2 separate regions of the Zea mays genome follow, and region 1 is linked to region 2. A link is a contact called in public Hi-C data. All regions are on one chromosome and are shown on one strand. The core of a region is the stretch at or near the end of the contact, and the rest is flanking DNA. Distances in the headings are between cores, read along the strand shown.

Evidence for each region. Hi-C and Micro-C count contacts between places; a contact is called where the count stands out from the background.
Region 1: a Hi-C map of leaf shows a contact between it and region 2, with 5 times the contacts expected there. The contact joins the promoter of LOC100282390 here to the promoter of LOC100272682 in region 2. A contact is called at or near these places in 7 of 25 Hi-C or Micro-C datasets (ear, endosperm, leaf and 1 more).

Annotation. Positions count from the first base shown.
Region 1 is chr3:195,812,663-195,816,972 of Zm-B73-REFERENCE-NAM-5.0, reverse strand. It overlaps LOC100282390, which reads right to left and starts at 1,375. Exons shown (of 1, transcript NM_001155301.2): 1 at 878-1,375. The coding sequence starts at 1,247. The coding sequence ends at 963. LOC100284365 (frataxin) reads left to right here. Exons shown (of 5, transcript NM_001157260.2): 5 at 270-588. The coding sequence ends at 399.
Region 2 is chr3:195,647,131-195,651,674 of Zm-B73-REFERENCE-NAM-5.0, reverse strand. LOC100272682 reads left to right here and starts at 2,772. Exons shown (of 7, transcript NM_001147138.1): 1 at 2,772-2,892; 2 at 3,104-3,335.

The sequences.
Region 1 (4,310 bases), core at 126-2,625, 170 kb before region 2:
TTTTTTGGGAAGGAAAAAAGGCATTTTCTGGATAGAAGAGAGCGGCCATTTGTGATATGTCGTTTGGTTTATCCAGTAGGCTATGCGTCTTATGATGTGGTTCTGAAATTTATCTATACTTCATTTCCAATCAAATAGACCCACTGTTGGATATCTTGTACAGCAACCAAAAGCTCTTCATTGAATCGTCTATACTTCATTTCCAACCAAAAGCTCTTTATTCTTATATATCTTATATATAAAAAAATGCTATCTGGATATGCATGCAGTGGGCCTTCTAGGTTTGACTGGGATGCAGCAACTAATGGTTGGATATACAAGCGAACTGGATCGAATCTTGTGCAACTTCTTGAGAAGGAGATTGGTGAGCTCTGTGGTACTCCAGTACAACTTTCATAATAGTACAGGAAATGCCACACAACTAGGTTGGATGGAGAGCAGTGCACTTGAGGTACAGTATGAATGAGAGTATGAGACAACCCTCCTGTAATATGGTTATTCACAAGATTTTCTTCTGGACATTTGCACACTGTTTGGGATAAATAATTTCATTCGCTGATAACAGGACAAAGTAAACATCAGACATATATCCTTTGCTTTGAGATGCCCTAGAGACCTCAAGTAGTCAAGTGCTCATGGTACTTTGTTGTATAATTTTCACCTTCTGTTAAAAAGGACAGACCCAATGCGGGTGGCTCCCACATGAGTGGGGTTTAGGGAAGGATAACTAAGTCAAGCTCTACCCCTGTATTATTTTGCAGAGAGGTTGCGTCAAAACCTAGGATCTTTGGTCCAGTGGGAAGCCTTTTCACCACTGCGCCACACCTTTTGTTAGTATCATAATATGAGTAAGTTTGTCAGACTACATTAGTGTTTCTGAATTCAATATCACATTGGAGCTGGACCAAATTGACATTAAAGATCACTGTTCTGTTGTACTAAGCAACAAGGATCAAGTTACATCAATATTGAAACATCATGTGTGCCTCTTCTTCCATCAGCTTAGGGCTCAATCTGACCATGAGAATGCAGAACTCCATCTGATCCAGCGCCCCATCCCCGTCAAGATCCCCTTCCCTGATCATCTCCGGGAGCTCATCACCATGGAGTTCTCCAAGCCCGAACCTGGCCGCATTCTGCTTCAGGCTCTGGCAGGTGATCTTGCCTGTCCTAGGCTCCATGAGCAGCTGGAACCCTTTGCATAGCTCCTGAATCAGCCCCTCCACCCCTACCTTCCTCACCATCATTGGCAGGAAGTCCTACAACTGCATGGAGGAGCCGTTGTCTGAGCTCGTACTAGAATTGCCCCGGGAGATCATGGTGAAGATTAAAGATCTGGCAATGGTTGGCAAGATTTATGAGTGAGATTGTGGTTGATGAGCGATGGAGAGAGAGGTTGTTGGTTATATAGGGGGGGGGGGGGGGGGGGGGGGGTGAATCCATGGAGGTCCTTAGAAGTAGAGTCTCCCAGTGCATGCCAGCCAAAGTACAGGTAATTGTAGCCTTGCAGGTTTCCCTGAGCTGCCTATCTCCAGGTGGTTGTTGCATCCGGTAGTTTCTGCGAAATAGCACACAGGGTTAGCTGTCTTCCGCGAGATCTGAAAGAGTGGTTGCTTGAACGGGTCTTGTTTCTTCCTTTTCGCGGTTGACTTACTAAAACAGGGGGCTTAAATGCTTGATGACATAAGAAAACGGAAAGGTAGTGTGAACGCTGACTTGAAGTTTCGGCATGAACAAAAGCAGATCAAGTAGCTGATGATATGATAATAATAATCTGTGATCAAAGATCGTGGACGGTGTCACGTGTGAGTAGGGGTGATAACGAGCTCTAAATTTTACACTATAAGATTTAAGGATTGGATTAGGGGTGATAATAATCTGTGAACAAAAGCAGATCAAGTAGCTCTATTTCTATTCATTTTTGAACTACAAATTATTTAGGACCCTACCATTCTGTGAAGAAGCATTTAGATCGTGATCTATTACCACCTCTACGTATGTGTAAGACAAGAAACAAGTTTGAATCAGACTAGCAAGGAGTATACGAAACGGTGAGGGTGCGCATAGTCTTCTGAACGTAATCCTAGTAAATTTCGTTCCAGTTATGTTCGGCTTAGGATGTCGCTTATGGTTCAGTTTCAGCATATTTGGCATCATGCCATGGATGACGCACTTGTCCTCCCGATAAAAACTCTGAAGGCAGTAAACGAATTTCACAGATGGCTAGAATCCAAAGCATGAGAACACAACGAAGATTTGGACACTAAACAAGCAAGAACCAATGAAAAACCCAAAACTCAGTTCAAATCAGATAGGTTTGATAGCATACCGGACAGGTATGGTATGACTTGAACAATGTGTATCATCGTAGAAAAAAATAAATTCTAAAGGAAGCTTTAAAAAATCTCCACAAAATTCAATAGTTGAAAATACCCGACATGCATGATTTGTACACCGGATAGATCCGGTATAAAATCAGACTGCAAGAGTTTTCTTCAAAATTTCATATCCGATTCAAATCTACTTTGGTTGAGTTTAAATTTTACAAAGAAGTTTCTAGGATGCTGAGAGGATATCCTTAAAGCATCAACACCCTAAAACTCACTTAAACAACCGTGATCTCAAAACCAATCTCCGAAAACGTGGTCTTCTCCAAATACTCAAAAGATCAAATTTCGCGTGCTTTGTGAGGAATCTGCCAAAAACAGTTTGGTAGAGATGTTCCTCAGATGTGCTTAGCACGAGTTGATCCAACCCAAACAATCTCCAATCCTCAAAAAATAAAAAGATGCAACAAAACAACAAAGAGAGGGTGACCGAGAGGAGAAAACCCAAATCGATTCAAAGCACGAGATCTTACGATTGAAAGGAAAGGCTGGTTTTGTTGTCATAATATCAACTTAAATAAGATCTGGTCTTGAACACAAACAAATGGCTCAATCTCTCATGTGTGGATATCTCAGTACAAGACTCTTGCTAAACTTAGAAGATGTTTGAATGCACTAGAGCTAATAGTTAGCTGCTAAAATTAGCTGAATACATCACTATTAGCTACTTTTAGCAAATTATCTAATAGTTAGCTAGCTATTTGATAGCTAGTTAATTTCCTTAGCATTTTTAGCCAACTAACTATTAGTTCTAGTGCATTCAAACACCTCCTTAGAAAACTAACACCTAAAGACCGAAATGAAAACACTAGAAGAGATGGTTGGCTTGGCAACACACGTCTTATTTATAGAGCCATATTATTATATCACACATTCCAAGCATGTCCTTAGATATTTTTATCAACAACTTAACCGCAAGGATAAAATGGTTCAAGTAGAGATATGTGCACGATGGCCACAAGCCCTTCACAAAGAATGCTATGCCTTGACGCAAGCTTCCCGATGACGCTATGTGCCACATTGAACTCCATTCCAAGTTTTGAGGCTCAAATCCAGCAAACTGTTTACCTTTGGTTTTGAGTCCCAAATAATCAAACCTAGCTAGAGAAGCGTATCCGCTACACCTCCTCTATGATATTGATATGTGTCACCACTTGTCCTTGACCACCCAATCATCAAGTCCTTTGTGCTCCCGCTTGACTTAGTTAATCGTTGTGTTGACTTGGTCAACCTAGTCTATTCCTAGACATTTACACTTTCTTGTCGATGTCCCTAAGTGGCAACCACCTATGTTCAATCTTCTGGTCCAAGCCTCATGTCCCTACTTCACCACTCCTAGTCCATTGGCATGAACCCACTTGACCTTTTCCATAGCCATAGTCTATTTTAGTGTTCCATACCTACGCACCACAAGCCAAGAGATGTATTGCACAAGACCATACTCATGCAATGGTTATTATAAACACTAAACCAAAGCTTGATCATGTCCTCGACAATCACTCATCATTGCAACACATATGTGCACATCTCAATCATATGTTCACAATCTCCTCCTTGATGAGCGCATTGTCAATAGCAACATAAAGAGATAAGTAAAAACAAAAAGAGATAGGTAGAATTCATAAAATTACCCAAAAAACAAAGAAAAACAAAAAATGGGTCATTTAAAATGCAAAGCTTGACCCCAAAACATGGGCAATAACGCAATGTAGTCAAGCAAAAACCAACTAGTTGTCAATAAGAGACAAAAATGGCTTAACACCACTAGCTAAGGATTAGAGCAAAAACTAAGTATCAGAGCAACTCAACTAGAGTCTAAACAACTCAAAAAGCACCTAGTCCAACTAGAGGAGGCAAAGACTCAAAATAACTAGCAAAACACTTCAATGCAAACTTCCCTTGAACATGTGCTCTCTCCCAAAT
Region 2 (4,544 bases), core at 1,523-4,022:
ACCACTGACCGGTCTGACAGAAGGACAGCGCCGCCCGCGCCACTCCGACTGCAGTGCCACTCAACAGAGTGAGTCTGACAGGCAGTCAGGCCTTGCCAAAGGTGCCATAGGAAGCTCCGCTCCGCCCGACCCCAGGGCTCGGACTCGGGCTAAGACCCGGAAGACGGCGAACTCCGCTCCGCCCGACCCCAGGGCTCGGACTCGGGCTAAGACCCGGAAGACGACGAACTCCGCTCCGCCCGACCCCAGGGCTCGGACTCGGGCTAAGACCCGGAAGACGGCGAACTCCGCTCCGCCCGACCCCAGGGCTCGGACTCGGGCTAAGACCCGGAAGACGACGAACTCCGCTTCGCCCGACCCCAGGGCTCGGACTCGGGCTAAGACCCGGAAGACGACGAACTCCGCTTCGCCCGACCCCAGGGCTCGGACTCCGCCCGGGCCTCTGCCGAACGATCTCCGCCTCGCCCGACCCGGGGGCTCGGGCTCGGCCTCGGCCACGGAAGACAGACTCGACCCCGGCTTCGGAGGAGCCCCCACGTCGCCCGACCTAGGGCACAGGCCCGCCACGTCAACAGGAAGCGCCATCATCATCCTACCCCGAGCCGACTCGGGTCATGGAGAACTAGACCGGTGTCCCATCTGGCTAGCTCCGCCAGATGGGCAATGATGGCGCCCCACAAGCTCTGTGACGACGGCGGCTCTCAGCTCTCTTACGGAAGCAGGTGGACGTCAGCAAGGACTCGACCGCTCCGACAGCTGTCCCTCCGCCAGGCTCCGTTGCTCCTCCGACAGCCACGACATCACGCCAGCAGGGTGCCAAGATCTCTCCGGCTGCCACATTGGCATGTACTTAAGACGCTAGCTCTCCCTCCGCTAGACACGTAGCACTCTGCTACACCCCCATTGTACACCTGGATCCTCTCCTTACGCCTATAAAAGGGAGGACCAGGGCCTTCTTAGAGAAGGTTGGCCGCGCGGGACGAGGACGGGACAGGCGCTCTCTTAAGGTTGATTTGGTGACCCGGGATCCCGGGAGGATCTAAGGGGATTGAGGGGGAAATTAGTTCATTTCCCCCTCAATCCCCTCCGATCCTCCCGGGATCCCCTTGTCACCAAATCAACCCTTAGGGTCGCTCGCTTCCCTCACCCGCGTGGACGCTTGTAACCCCCCTACTGCAAGCGCACCCGACCTGGGCGCGGGACGAACACGAAGGCCGCGGGATCTCCACCTCTCTCACGCCCGTCTCCGGCCACCTCGCTTCTCCCCCCTTCGCGCTCGCCCACGCGCTCGACCCATCTGGGCTGGGGCACGCGGCACACTCACTCGTCGGCTCGGGGACCCCCGGTCTCGAAACGCCGACAACCGGATTACACCGTCCGACCTGAGCTTCCTCTAGTTATTGGAAGTTCAGAGCTTTTAATATATAAACTATATATAAATATCCATATATAAACATAAACATATAAATACACATATATCCTATGCGGGTACGCGAGTTCGTGGCTATGGGCACAACCTTTTCATACTCGTGAGAAAAATACACGTTGGTTGATAATCAAACTCGTCTCCGTACCCACAAATATAAATTTACACCCAAACCCGTATCCTATAGATTTTTACCCGTGGGCATGCAACTTGTTGCCATTCCTAACGGTAAGCTATTGTAAGGGCTGATTTGGGAACCCCAATTTATCAAGAGTTTTTCATTTTCCTATGAAAAATTAGTTCATTTTTCTTTGGAAAATTGAAAATCCCATAAAAATAAGGTTGCCAAACTAGCCCTAATAGGTATAAATACCCTACCTTTACTTGGAGAAGAATCTATGCTAGAATTAACAGAAATCCCAACTCGAACTCACCTGGAACTTACCTGCTGTTCGTAGCTCGTTCTGATCTCATCGAAGTTCATCTGATTTGCGGCTCACGTCGAGGAGGCAAGCGCTCCTTCGGCCTAGGGTTGTGACACTTGGCTAACCCCACACCTGTCCTGGCTGGCCCGTTGGTCGCTCGAAAAGGAGAAAAGCACGAAAAGAAGGAAGCTAAGAGGAAAGAAAGATAAAATGAAGAGCTGACCATAGAACCTATATAAAAATTAGATGGAGATGAAGATAGAATTGTCTACATAATGTAATAAATCTTAACACTATCCACTAGTGGAGCTATTTCTACAGTAGACTGAAATAAATCATAGATCTATATATACTTGAATTTACTTTTTTGAATTCACGAAGTTATTTCAAACATGGTATTGATAGGATAAGTAGGCTATGGTATTAGACTATCCCCACTAACTTATCCATCTTTTTCATCATATTCAAATATTATTCTACAAACATTGCAGTCTACAAAACAAAACAATATGAAACACTATTTTAAGTAGCTATATGAGTAAACTATTAAACTCAAAATAAAACAATATGAAACAATATTTTAAGTAGCTATATGAGTAAACCGTTAAACACAATTTTATTGACACTAGGGACATAAATAATATAAATATTATCCGTCTATGTTCGATATTTACTATCTTTATTTGTATTTGATATATCTGTACCGTCTAAGTCGATTACAATACATATTTAAATTTTATCCGATACAATTCGATAATGTTGGTACTCAATCTGAATGCGAAGAGAAGATATGAAATAAGTATGGAATGCGTATCCGATCCTCCGACTAACCCTGGCGCATAGTTGGTGACGGTCTTATGACACGGATGGTCGGATGGACACGGATGTTGCCTAGCTAGACTTTCGCTGCGAACAGAGGACGAGGGTCTTCGCCCTAGTCGCCTGTGCGCAGCGGGCCTAGAGGCAGCGACTGAGATATCCATTCCACTCCCGTCAATAATTCGTCATGACCACTGACCAGGTTGCCTTCACGGAGCCGAGGTAGAAGTCTTCTCTCGTGATTTCTTTTTGCGAGGGTTTCAAGATGCGTTCTAGTGAAGTTAGTACTATATTACAACTTTGTTAGACGATTCGAGTTTACTTTAAACTGGATTTTTGCAATTAAAAAAATGTTGGTATGGCATTCTATCCGCGTTTATACCGTTACTGCAATCAGAGTACCAATTTTTTTTTTTGTACTTCCCGGTTGTAGCTCATCTATGACGTTACTGAAATTGAAACTTGAACGGGGATGGGGATCCAAGGAAGAAGATGACGGATCGTGCAAATAAGGAGCCGCTATGCCCGCGGAAGAGGAAGAAGCGAATAAGCGATATATCTGCTTCCAAAAGGCTAGAAGCTGGAATTCCATTCAGACACATGTCACAAGCAACATGATTTGGACATTTCAACGAACACGTCGTTGGACGTAGCAGCAGCAGCAGGTAGTTGACTACTAGACTTAATAATTGCTACCACATGCATCCTTTCACATAGCAGGAATTAATAAAAAAACACCGCTACTTTTGTTCTTAGGGGGTGTTTGGTTTCTAGGGACTAATGTTTAGTCCCTAGATTTTATTCCATTTTAGTTCCAAAATTACCAAATATAGAAACTAAAATTTTATTTTAGTTTCTATATTTAGCGATTTATACACTAAAAAGGAATAAAATGAAGGGACTAAACATTAGTCCCTAGAAACCAAACACCCCCTTATAAAATCTATGTAACATACTCAATTTGTTTGCCTGGAATCTAGACTTGCATGGTGTCCGTTAGATGTTTTGATCCCCTCTACACTTCTTTCTCTTTAAGCGTTTTTAGTGTTGATTATTATCTGGTCAAAGTCAAGCAGATAGAAAAAGTGGAGTATGATTGCAATAACTGAGAGATAGTCAGTTCCCTGTCAAACTATCATTCTCAAGTGGACGAGCTGGTTGCCAATCAGTGCTTAGAGTTTAGTATCCATTAGAGACGCCAATGTTGACCGACGACTAGAAAATTGACCTCATAGTTCTATCATGGAACTTCTAAAACTCATAACTCTGAATGTTCATCCCAAAAGTTTTACCCGCTGGCACTCCCCACCACGCATTCTCTCTCCCCACCCCCAACGCAGCGATTGCAGGAACCATTTCACTTATCTGGGAGAATTCAGAGAGGTACATTTCACTTATTTGGGAGAATTCAGAGAGGTACGGAGAAATTCAATCCCTTTCCTCATGATTATGTCAGTGCATTTCTCTCTTGCTGCTTTGATTTGATTAGCCTAGTTTGGTAATCGGAGTAAAGCAGATAGCCATGTTTGGGAAAATAAGTTTCTGCAGAGAGTGCACCCTTGTTAATTTGTTGATCCTGTCTGTAATAGCATCAAGATGCTTGTCAGCTCCCACAGAAAGATTAGGCAGTATTTTTCAGAACCAATCAATTTTAGATGGGCAGACACTAGTGTCCATGAGCAGAATTTTCGTGCTCGGTTTCTTTAGCCCTGGAGCTTCGAGCAAGCGATATGTTGGTATATGGCACAACGATGTTTCAGAAAGAAGAGTTGTATGGGTTGCCAACAGGAACGATCCATTACAAGATACTTCTGGCATACTTAAGTTTGATAACAGTAGCAATCTGATCGTTTTAGATGGGAGGGGCAACTCAT